2 separate regions of the Sus scrofa genome follow, and region 2 is linked to region 1. Evidence: chromatin contacts called from public Hi-C data. All regions are on one chromosome and are shown on one strand. Each heading gives the region's core, a stretch centred on a gene start, on an enhancer-like site or on the middle of the called end of the contact. The rest is flanking DNA. Distances are from core to core; before and after follow the strand shown.

Region 1 (4,671 bases), core at 1,754-4,253:
TCACCCCCTGGTTGAGAACCACTGATCTAGAGTAAATAAAAAACCAACCTCTTGGAGTTCCCATTGTGGTGCAGTGGTAAGGAACCCGACCAGTATCCATGAGGACACAGGTTCGATGCCTGGCCTGGCCTGGCTCAGAGGATTAAGGATCCCGCGTTGCTGTCGCTGTGGCGTAGGTCAGCAGCTGCAGCTCTGATTCAACCCCCAGCCTCAGAACTTCCATATGCAGCGGTACTGCCCTAAAAAGACAAAACAAACAAAAAACCTTTCGAGGTTCTCTTAAAAAAAGGAAAGAAATAAGACAGCTGCTTCGAAGCCAAGGCCAGATCTATTTTTTCTGTCCATCTCACCTAAGAAAAGGTAACTAACTCAGCCCACATCAGGCTCAGATCTTGACTGCTGAGGAGGATCAACCACAGCCCCTGGTGCTTTTATGAAATAAACTCAACGCTGAGTTTTACTTGAGCGGATGATTAGAACTTCACTGTCAGTATCATTCTTCCTTAGAGTAATAAAAAGTTGTAAAAGTGTAGACCAATATATACTCAGGCTGCCTCTCAGTATCTAAAATATAAAACCACAAGATCCAAGGTTATCACAGAAGCAAACTAAACACTAATCCTGACAAATACTGTTTTAAGAAGAAAGAGGTCTTCTCTGTAACAAGCGCATTATCTTTGTACCAAATCAATGCAAAAATTTATCTTTAAGAAGCAAACCTCACCTTTGTTGAGTCTTCATTTCATCACTGTTCATTTTCTGCCCTGTTATGGTCTGATTCTCAAATTCCCAAGTCGTTAATTGAAACCAGAAAGTTTTTGTTTTGCTATACTTTATGCAAAGCTCGGTTTCTTGTCTAAAGCAGTCTCCCTCCTGATCTTCAGTGAGTTACACCCGCAAGACGCCCCTCTCCACTTAAGACTGAGTCCACCCGAGTGACACTGCCTGTGCAGCAAAGCAGCCCGGTCCCAGGCAAGGAACACGGGGGGAGGCGAGCGTGGTTCCAGCACCAGAGAGAAGAGCACAGGGCAGGAATTAAAAGCCTGGGAGTACATGTGTGACTTAGTGGATGGCATTTTGTTAGCTATTCTAGACTCCCTGATCAGATATACTGAGATATAAAACAGCTTCCAAAGCACCCCTCCGGGAAAACAGTTATTGCCCAAACTATCGTCACTGAAGCACATACACAGTGAAGTTCAACACACAGGAACCTCCCGAGCCTCGGTAAGAACCAAGAGTACCCTGAGAAGCTCGGGAGCTATTGATTTGGGGGCCAATCACACTTCAGAAGTAGTATCCAAAAGTACAGCAGGAAGAGAATCCAACTGGAGCTCCTGGGGAGCTTTTCCCTATTTAACCATCTCTGAAACTAACCATTCTGAAGCACCAGGGCTCATTACTCCAGGAAACGTTTGCAACTTAACGAATCTTCAACCACTCCTCCCCTGAAAAAAATTACAATACACTTCCAGGTCACTGTCTCAGCCCAAATGACTCTAAATACACAGACCTTTCTAAAGACACTCGCCCAAAGCCAGGACTGAAAACACTCATTTACCTTCCTAATGGTATATAAATATTTAAAACATCAAACCTAATAATAGCCATTAATTTCTAAGCTGATTCTTCGTGCCAGGCACCATTTGTAGCTGCTTTACACGTATTAACTCATTTACTCCTGGCAAACTCAGGAGGCAGACACAGTTACAGAAGCAGCAGTGAAGAAAGTGATGAAGCCAAGATGTGAAACCAGGCAGTCTAACTCGAGAGCAAAGAGAGCGCAGGCACCAGCACCACTTAGGAGACTCCAGCGGCTGGAAACCTGGACTCGCTTTCCCACTGGCTGCCTACCTGCAACTTGACCTTGAGGACAAAACCCAAGTAAGCCTCCCGTTCACAAAATACGACAAGAGCCTCGTTAACAAGTGCGGCGAGGACGAAAGTGCCCCTCCCATAAAAGCAAAATATAAACAAAGCTCGACCCGACCCACGGAGAAAGTAAGAATCGAGAGCACTGCACGAAGCTCTGAGGCTGAGACGTCAGGACACACAGGGACCTCCAAGGACTCGCTCGGTCTACGCACAACCAAGGGTCCAAGTTGTGCCGAGAGCAGGCGGGACGGAGGAGGAAACCCCTCCAAGTTAACGGCGAGAGAGCTTCTTTAAGAGGGAGGTTCTTGCTGCCGAAAGAAGGACCACCCCCCAGCCCCCCGCAAGCTCATATTCGCCAGGGAGACCTTCGCGACCAGGTCTACGCTGGAGTCGCAGCACCGGAGTGGAAAAAAAATCGCTCGGAAGGAGATTTAAATACTCCGGGCCCGGCTCTGCGTATTCCGATGACTCTGCGGCGAAGGAGCAGAAACCCACAGAACTTGTTTCCCGGAGAGCGGAGTCCAACAATGGCCTTCGCGAGGCTCCGGCGAGCGGCCGCCTTAACTTGACACGCTCCGGGGCCCGCGCCCAGCGAAGTTCTCCGGGGCCGGCGGGCGGCGCTCGGGGCCGCCGGCCGGGGCGGAGCGGGCCCCGCCGGGCTAGGGGCGCGCCCGGTCGCCGCCGCGCCAGGCCGCGGACGTCCGCGCGGGCGCAAAGTTCGCCGCCGGGCCCTCGTCCCGCCTCGGCGCCCGGCCCGGCGCGGCCCCCGCGGCCCGCAGCGGGCGAGCCGGGCGGCTGACAGGCGCGGGCGGGGACGGCCCCGGAGCCGGGGCGCCGCGCCTCCCCGGCCGCGGAGCGGCGAATTCCGGGGGGGAGGGGAGGGGGCCGGGACGCTCCCTCCCCGCGCCGCCGAGGCCGGGCGGAGGGGCCGCCCCGCCGCCCGCGCGCCGCGCACCCCGCGCGACGGCCCGCTCCGCCGCCCCCTCCCCCTCATTACCTGGAGGTGCCCGCGACTCGCCGCTAGTTGCGCTCAGGCGGGAAACGCGCTCACCGACACCATCAGCGAAGCGCCCAAAATGGCGGACGTATCAAGCAGGCCTTGAGTTCCCCCCGCCCTCCCTCCGGCCGCCTCACGGCCAATCATGGCCCTGGCCCCGCCCCCAGTCCCGCGCTCATTGGCCTCCCTCTCCCGCCCCCTGTAACCTATTGGATCACCCTGCGGCCCCGTTGCACGCACGCCGATTGGCTGGCAGACCTCGTCAGTCAAGCGAGAGGGGCTCATCCTTTTCCCATGGACTTGACGGTTCCGGAACCTCTAGGACCCGGGAGTCTGGAGAAACAAATCAGAAACCGAGAGAAACCTGGCTGGGTCCCCCTACGCCGTAGCAACAGCAGGGCCTCCGCTTGACCGACGCTTCGGACCACCAATCCGATAGCCAATGCTTTTTAAAACTAAAATGAGCCAAACCAATCATGGCCATAGAGATGGGAACTGCAAGGGAACCAATGGGGTACCAAGACCGGAGGGCGGGCAGGCGGGCCCGAGGGCCTGAAGGAAACCGGTGATGACGTGAGCCACAATGTGTTTCGGCGGCGGAAATTAGCCAGGGTTGGGGAATTAGCTCAAGTGGTAGAGCGCTCGCTTAGCATGTGAGAGGTAGCGGGATCGATGCCCGCATTCTCCACTGTAGACTTTTAGAAGGGGGGTGTGGGACTTTCCTGGTCAAAGTCACGCTCCTTTCCCTGGGTGCCCGCACTGGGAGTCTATCAGAGTGAAGGTGGGGAGTCCCATACAGCTTACGCCGACTCCCCAGCCTCCGCGAGGGACCAGATTGCGGGAAGATAGGAGTCCTCGTTTTGCCTTGCGGAAGGATTGACACGCGAGCTTCTCCCAAAATTCTCCTCTGGCGCCCTGCCACTCCCCGCCCTCCCCGAGACAGCCCACTCAGCCATCTCCCCCCGCCCCCTGCTCCTAAAGAGAGCCACCCCAGAGAGAGCCGACGCTTGGAGATGCGGCCTCCTTCCTAAAAGCCGGCAAAACGCCGTGTATGGTCACGTGTAAATCAACTGCATGCGGTGGGGGGAGGCTTGCGGGGCCCGCTGCGGGGGAGAGAGTGCTAGGGGCACTAGTGCTCGTGGGCAGCCCTAGTGTGCACTTAGTCTATGCCCAGCCTGCGGGGGTGCGTGGGGAGCAGAGGGTCCCGGCTCTGACGTCAGACTCCTCCAGTCACAGAGTGGTGGGGTCTTCCTGAGCCGGAGGCAATCCGACCCTCAGGACAGCGAGAGCAGAGCTCTGCGCTAACTCCCGGAGACCTGAGACCCCAAGGTGGGGCCTTGGAACAGGTTGGGTTGTTCTGAGAGAGACACGGGGCGGGAGAGGAAGTGTCCGAAGTGACCGGGTCTCCGGGCCTTGAGACCAGTGCCACCCTGCCTAGGGGGAAATCACCAGCACCGGTGCTCAGGGGAGAGTCAGAATGAGGGCTCGGGGCAGGGAGGTCTGCCTGCCAGCAGGTCTCTCCCGTGACACTGGCTTGGGCAGAGATGGCCTCTCAGGCCCAAGGAGGGGAGGCAGGGAGTTCCTGTTGTAGCTCAGGGGCCTAAGAATCCGACTAGGATGCATGACACTGGTTCTATTCCTGGCCTCACTCAGTGGGTTAAGGATCTGGTGTGGCTGTGGCTGTGGCATACACTGGCAGCCCCTTGTCTGGAAACTTCCACATGCTGTAGGTGAGGCCCTAAAAAGACTAAAAATAGGGAGGGGAGACAGGCTCCCTGTGGGGCTTCCCCAGAGGACCT
Region 2 (4,174 bases), core at 417-2,916, 340 kb after region 1:
ATCTAAGCCAGGAGGTGATGGGGGCAGGAGGCGGTTTGGGTACTGGGGTCCCGATGAACAAACACAGGCTCCCAAGGCTCACACCTGGCAGCTCCCGACTCAAACCGCACAGGGCAGGGCAGCTCTGAAATAATACTGTGTAGCCACTGGGAAGGGCTGCCCCCCCAACGCCCTGCAATGACGGACTCGGCTCCCATGGACCACATTCAATCTCGATCACCACCCTCCTTTTACGGAGTGGCAACTAAGGCTGGGAGAGGGGGAGCCCTGCCAGGACTACTCACTGTAGGTGGCTGCGACCGCGCTGCTGTGGAGGGTCCGGGCGCTGGGATGTCCTGCAAGGAGAGGGGTTCCGCTGTGCAGCTGCGACCTCATCCTGAGAGGTGGTACCGCACCCAACCCCAACCCCAGAAAGGCCCCCGAGTCCTACCTGCATGTGCAGCCTGGGCCTGGGCCAGGGCCCGCAGCAGCATGGGCGTGCTCAGGCAGCGCATCTGTGGGGGTGAAAGGGAGGGAGGTGTAGGTGGGTCCCATACAGGGCCCCCCAGACCCCCGCACTCCAGCACTGCAGGAGCCCTGACCCTTGACCCAGCACGACCACGTCATCTTGTCCCCTACTCAACCCCATTCTGATCAGAGGCACAGGCAGCCTTCCCGTTCCCAGGTGTAGCCCCTCCCAGCCTCCAGATGGACGCAGATAACACTGCCAACAGCCTTTACTGAGAGCTCCCTGTGCCAAGCACATTGCTAGGGGTCACGTGCACTGTCACTTTGTCCTCAGGAGGACTCCCACCCACCCCAGAGGGAGGCACAGATGAGAAGCTGCGCTCACTCGTGTGAAGTGACCTGCCCACAGTCACACCTAAGGAGGTGAGACCAGGATGTGAACCCAGACCAGACCCCTCCCTTCACACCTCCAGGCCTCCCCTGCTGGAACCCTTTAAAGGCTCAAATAACCCTCCAGATCAACTCCTTTCCCCAGCATCCAGGCCCTTCTGGAACTGTCTCCCAGCCTGCAGTGACCTTGGGTTTTCTCGTCTGTGAAACGGGAGCTCGACGATGCCAAGGGTTTAGCCCCGGGCCTGGCACTTAGCCTGAGCTCAAAAGTGCCCCTCCCGTGACCTGTGACCTCTACAGGGCCCATTTCTTTGACCGCCGAATTCAGTGACAGGAGCCCAACCCAGCTCCTTCCCCGACCTTCCTCACGACCTCTGACCCCACGGATGCGGGCGGCGCCTGCGCCCTGAGGGTATGGGCCTCTCGATCCGCCCGCTGCACGCTCAAGGGCACGGAGGCTGCGGGTCCTGGGCGGGCCGAGATGAGCCTGGGCGCGGAGCCAGCGGGGCCAGCAGGGGCTCCACACTCGCCCCCGACGCCGCGCTGCCCAGACCTGGCCTTAACAATTGAGCCCCGAACACCCACCTTGAAGCGCTGCCGCTCCTTCCCGTGCGGAGGAGGCCGGTCCACCGAGAGGCGGAGCCTACATTCCTGGGACGCTTCCATTGGGCCGGCTGGCTTTGCCTTTTCCGCGCTGACTCTTCATAGTGTGGTCTGATTGGCTGATGCGGCCAAAAGAGGCGGGATCAAAGACGACCTTTAATCCGATTGGCTAGGGAAGAGCAGGCGCTCGAAGTGCGGTAGAGCGCCGCCGAGCTGGATTCAAGAGGCTGATGAACCGGGACTCCCGGTTCCTTGGAGGCGGGACATCCGAGGCGTGGTTTAGGGAAGCTGCTCCAGTTCTGACTGGGCATCCTGGCCAGAGGTACCCGCCCCCCTCCGCCCCCCCGGCCTCCGCGGGCGGTATGTGATAGCGGGGACGAGAATCTCGGCGCTTGATTACGCGCGGGAGCCGTGCCTGCTCCGGGCTAAAACTTCACCCGAGCGGTTTCATTTAATCCTCACGGAGCCCTGTGTGAAGGAACGATCGTTCTCGCTTTACAGATGGGGAAACTGAGGCACGGGCATGCGTAATTACTTGGTCCAAGCCTTAGAGCTGCTGCGTGTGGCCGCCACAACGGTCTTGGATCTAAACGACTCGGGAGCCCCGTCCCTCAACGGCCACCAAAGCGGTGTTTCCTCCCAGTGACTTGTGCGGCAGAGGGACCCCGGAGGCCGAGAAGATCCCCTAGGTCATCTGGGTCGGAGGGAGTGGAAAGTGGTCAGGGAGGACTTCCTGGAGGAGGTGCCGTCCCAGCAGACAGTAAAGAGGAGTTGGGCAGAACAAGAAGGACCAGAGGATATGCCCAGCGTCAGTGCAGAGGTCTGCCCGAAAAGGAGGACACCTCGAGGGCATTTGAAGAGGACAAGGAGAGGGTGGCACGCATGGGGCCTCCCAGGGACTGTTAAGGGTCCAGACTTGTGGGCCAGAGCACGCCTCTGAAGGGGGTCAGGCTGAGGGCCACGTGGGTACTGCGGAGGAGAAGGGCTGGGTCTGGGCACAGTGATTGCTGTATGGCTCAGGGAAGTTCGGCAGCATTATAGAATCATCTGGAATTGTTCAAAGATGGGATCTGGGAGGTGAGAAGGGAGTATCCAGCAGGAGGCCCAGGAGTTTGGCTCTGGTGGCTGAGTGGAGGGGGACCACGCCAGGGCCTTGGGGCCCAGGAGGATTGGCAGGCAGGGCAGCGTGTGAGTCCAGGCTGGGATATGCTGTGGGGAAGGCACCCAGGGCCAGCCACTTGGGGGACGGGAGCACATCCAGAGCTCCCAAGAGGCGCAAGCTGAAGGGGAGTCCTGCTGCAGGTGTCTCATCAGCTTGAACTGGAGGGACAGGTGGGGGGAGAGACGACGGGGGCAGCCTCACCCACCCAAGTGAGGAGACAGGACACCTGAAGCTTGGAGTCAGCGATTCAGCTCCGAGATTTAATCCTCACAGTGCTGTCTGGAGGTGCTGTTCGCTACCTCCTCTGTACACAGACAGGGAGACAGGCTCAGAGAGGGCAGGGATGACCCCGGTCACAGCCCGTCCACAGCGTGACATGGGCCAGATGCCAGGGCCCGTTTTGCACCCGCCACAGAAAGGGTGGTGGCCAAGAGGTGCCCACATCTACCCTCCTCTCCGGGGACACAGGTGGCCAGGGTGGGAGGAGGCAGCCAGGTTACTGCACTGGTTCCCACACTCCTGCACCGTGACCCATCCTAGCTGGGGGACATCTTCTCAAAGAGAGAAACCCCAGGAGAGAGGAGGGCAAGCACTGGCCCCGGCCTTTTCCTCCTGTGCCGAGGACCCCAGTCATATCTCCTCCAGCCCCAGGTGGCCGTGGCTGCAGAGGACTCAGGTGAGCTGGAAGGGGTGCTGGATCCTCCGGTGCCTGAAGCCGGCTCACAGCAGGGTGCAGCTGCAGCTGCGGGTCTCCATGGCCGTCAGCAGCACCCTCAGGTTGCGTGGAGAATGGGGTGGGTACCGGATGGCGTAGATCTTCTCCAGCCCAGGACTGCGCAACAGGCAGGTGCGGTGGTGGGAAAAAGTGTCGAAGGAGAACTTGCCATGGTAGTTGCCCATCCCACTGGCGCCTGTCCGGTGGCAGAGAGTGTGGCCGTCAGGCCCCCAGTGGCCAGCCGAGGGGACGTCAGACAGACCTGGGCTCTGCCAGTCCCACCGTATGACCTGGCTGGGCTAATTCACCCCGTCTTGGTTTCCCCTTCTATAAAGGGGGCTAATCATGAGATGCTGTGGGGAAAGGGCTTAGCCCCGAACAAGCAGCCACTCAAATAAATGTTGAGGACACCAGGTGCTGGAGCAAAATGGGTAGACAGTGGTCATGAGTGAGCAAGGGTCGGGGAAGGATGAATTGGGGATTGGGGATGAACAGATACACACTACTATATGTCAGATAGGAGCTCCCTTGTGGCTCAGCGGGTTAAGACTCCGGACTTGTCACTGCTGTGACTCTGTTCGGTTCGATCTCTGGCCCAGGAACGTCCACATGTCACATAGCTTCAGCCAAAAAAAATAAAAAATTAAAAAAATAGGGAAACAAGGCCCCCCTGTATAGCACCGGGGACTGTATTTAATATCATGTAATAAGCTGTAATGGAAAAGGAGCTGCAAAAGAATGTATAACTGAATCACTTTGCTGTACACCTGAAACATTGTAAATCAATTATACTTAAAAAAAGCAGGAGGAAAGATGGAAAGTTAAAAAGTTTTTTTTTTTTTTTTTTTTTTTTTTTT

The links. A called contact is a pair of places that touch in the nucleus more often than the background predicts.
Region 2: a contact with region 1 is called in a Hi-C map of liver, with 8 times the contacts expected there. The contact joins the promoter of NDUFS8 here to the promoter of PPP6R3 in region 1. A contact is called at or near these places in 2 of 47 Hi-C or Micro-C datasets (heart right ventricle and liver) and 1 of 2 datasets of contacts at active chromatin or transcription factors (alveolar macrophages).

The regions. Positions count from the first base shown.
Region 1 is chr2:4,520,418-4,525,088 of Sscrofa11.1, forward strand. PPP6R3 (serine/threonine-protein phosphatase 6 regulatory subunit 3) reads right to left here and starts at 3,004. Exons shown (of 26, transcript XM_021082696.1): 1 at 2,873-3,004. TRNAA-AGC (a tRNA gene) reads left to right here and starts at 3,488; the gene lies at 3,488-3,560.
Region 2 is chr2:4,865,726-4,869,899 of Sscrofa11.1, forward strand. It overlaps NDUFS8 (NADH dehydrogenase [ubiquinone] iron-sulfur protein 8, mitochondrial), which reads right to left and starts at 1,667. Exons shown (of 7, transcript XM_003122434.3): 1 at 1,423-1,667; 2 at 431-494; 3 at 285-335. The coding sequence starts at 1,503. It also overlaps a transcript of ALDH3B1 not described here.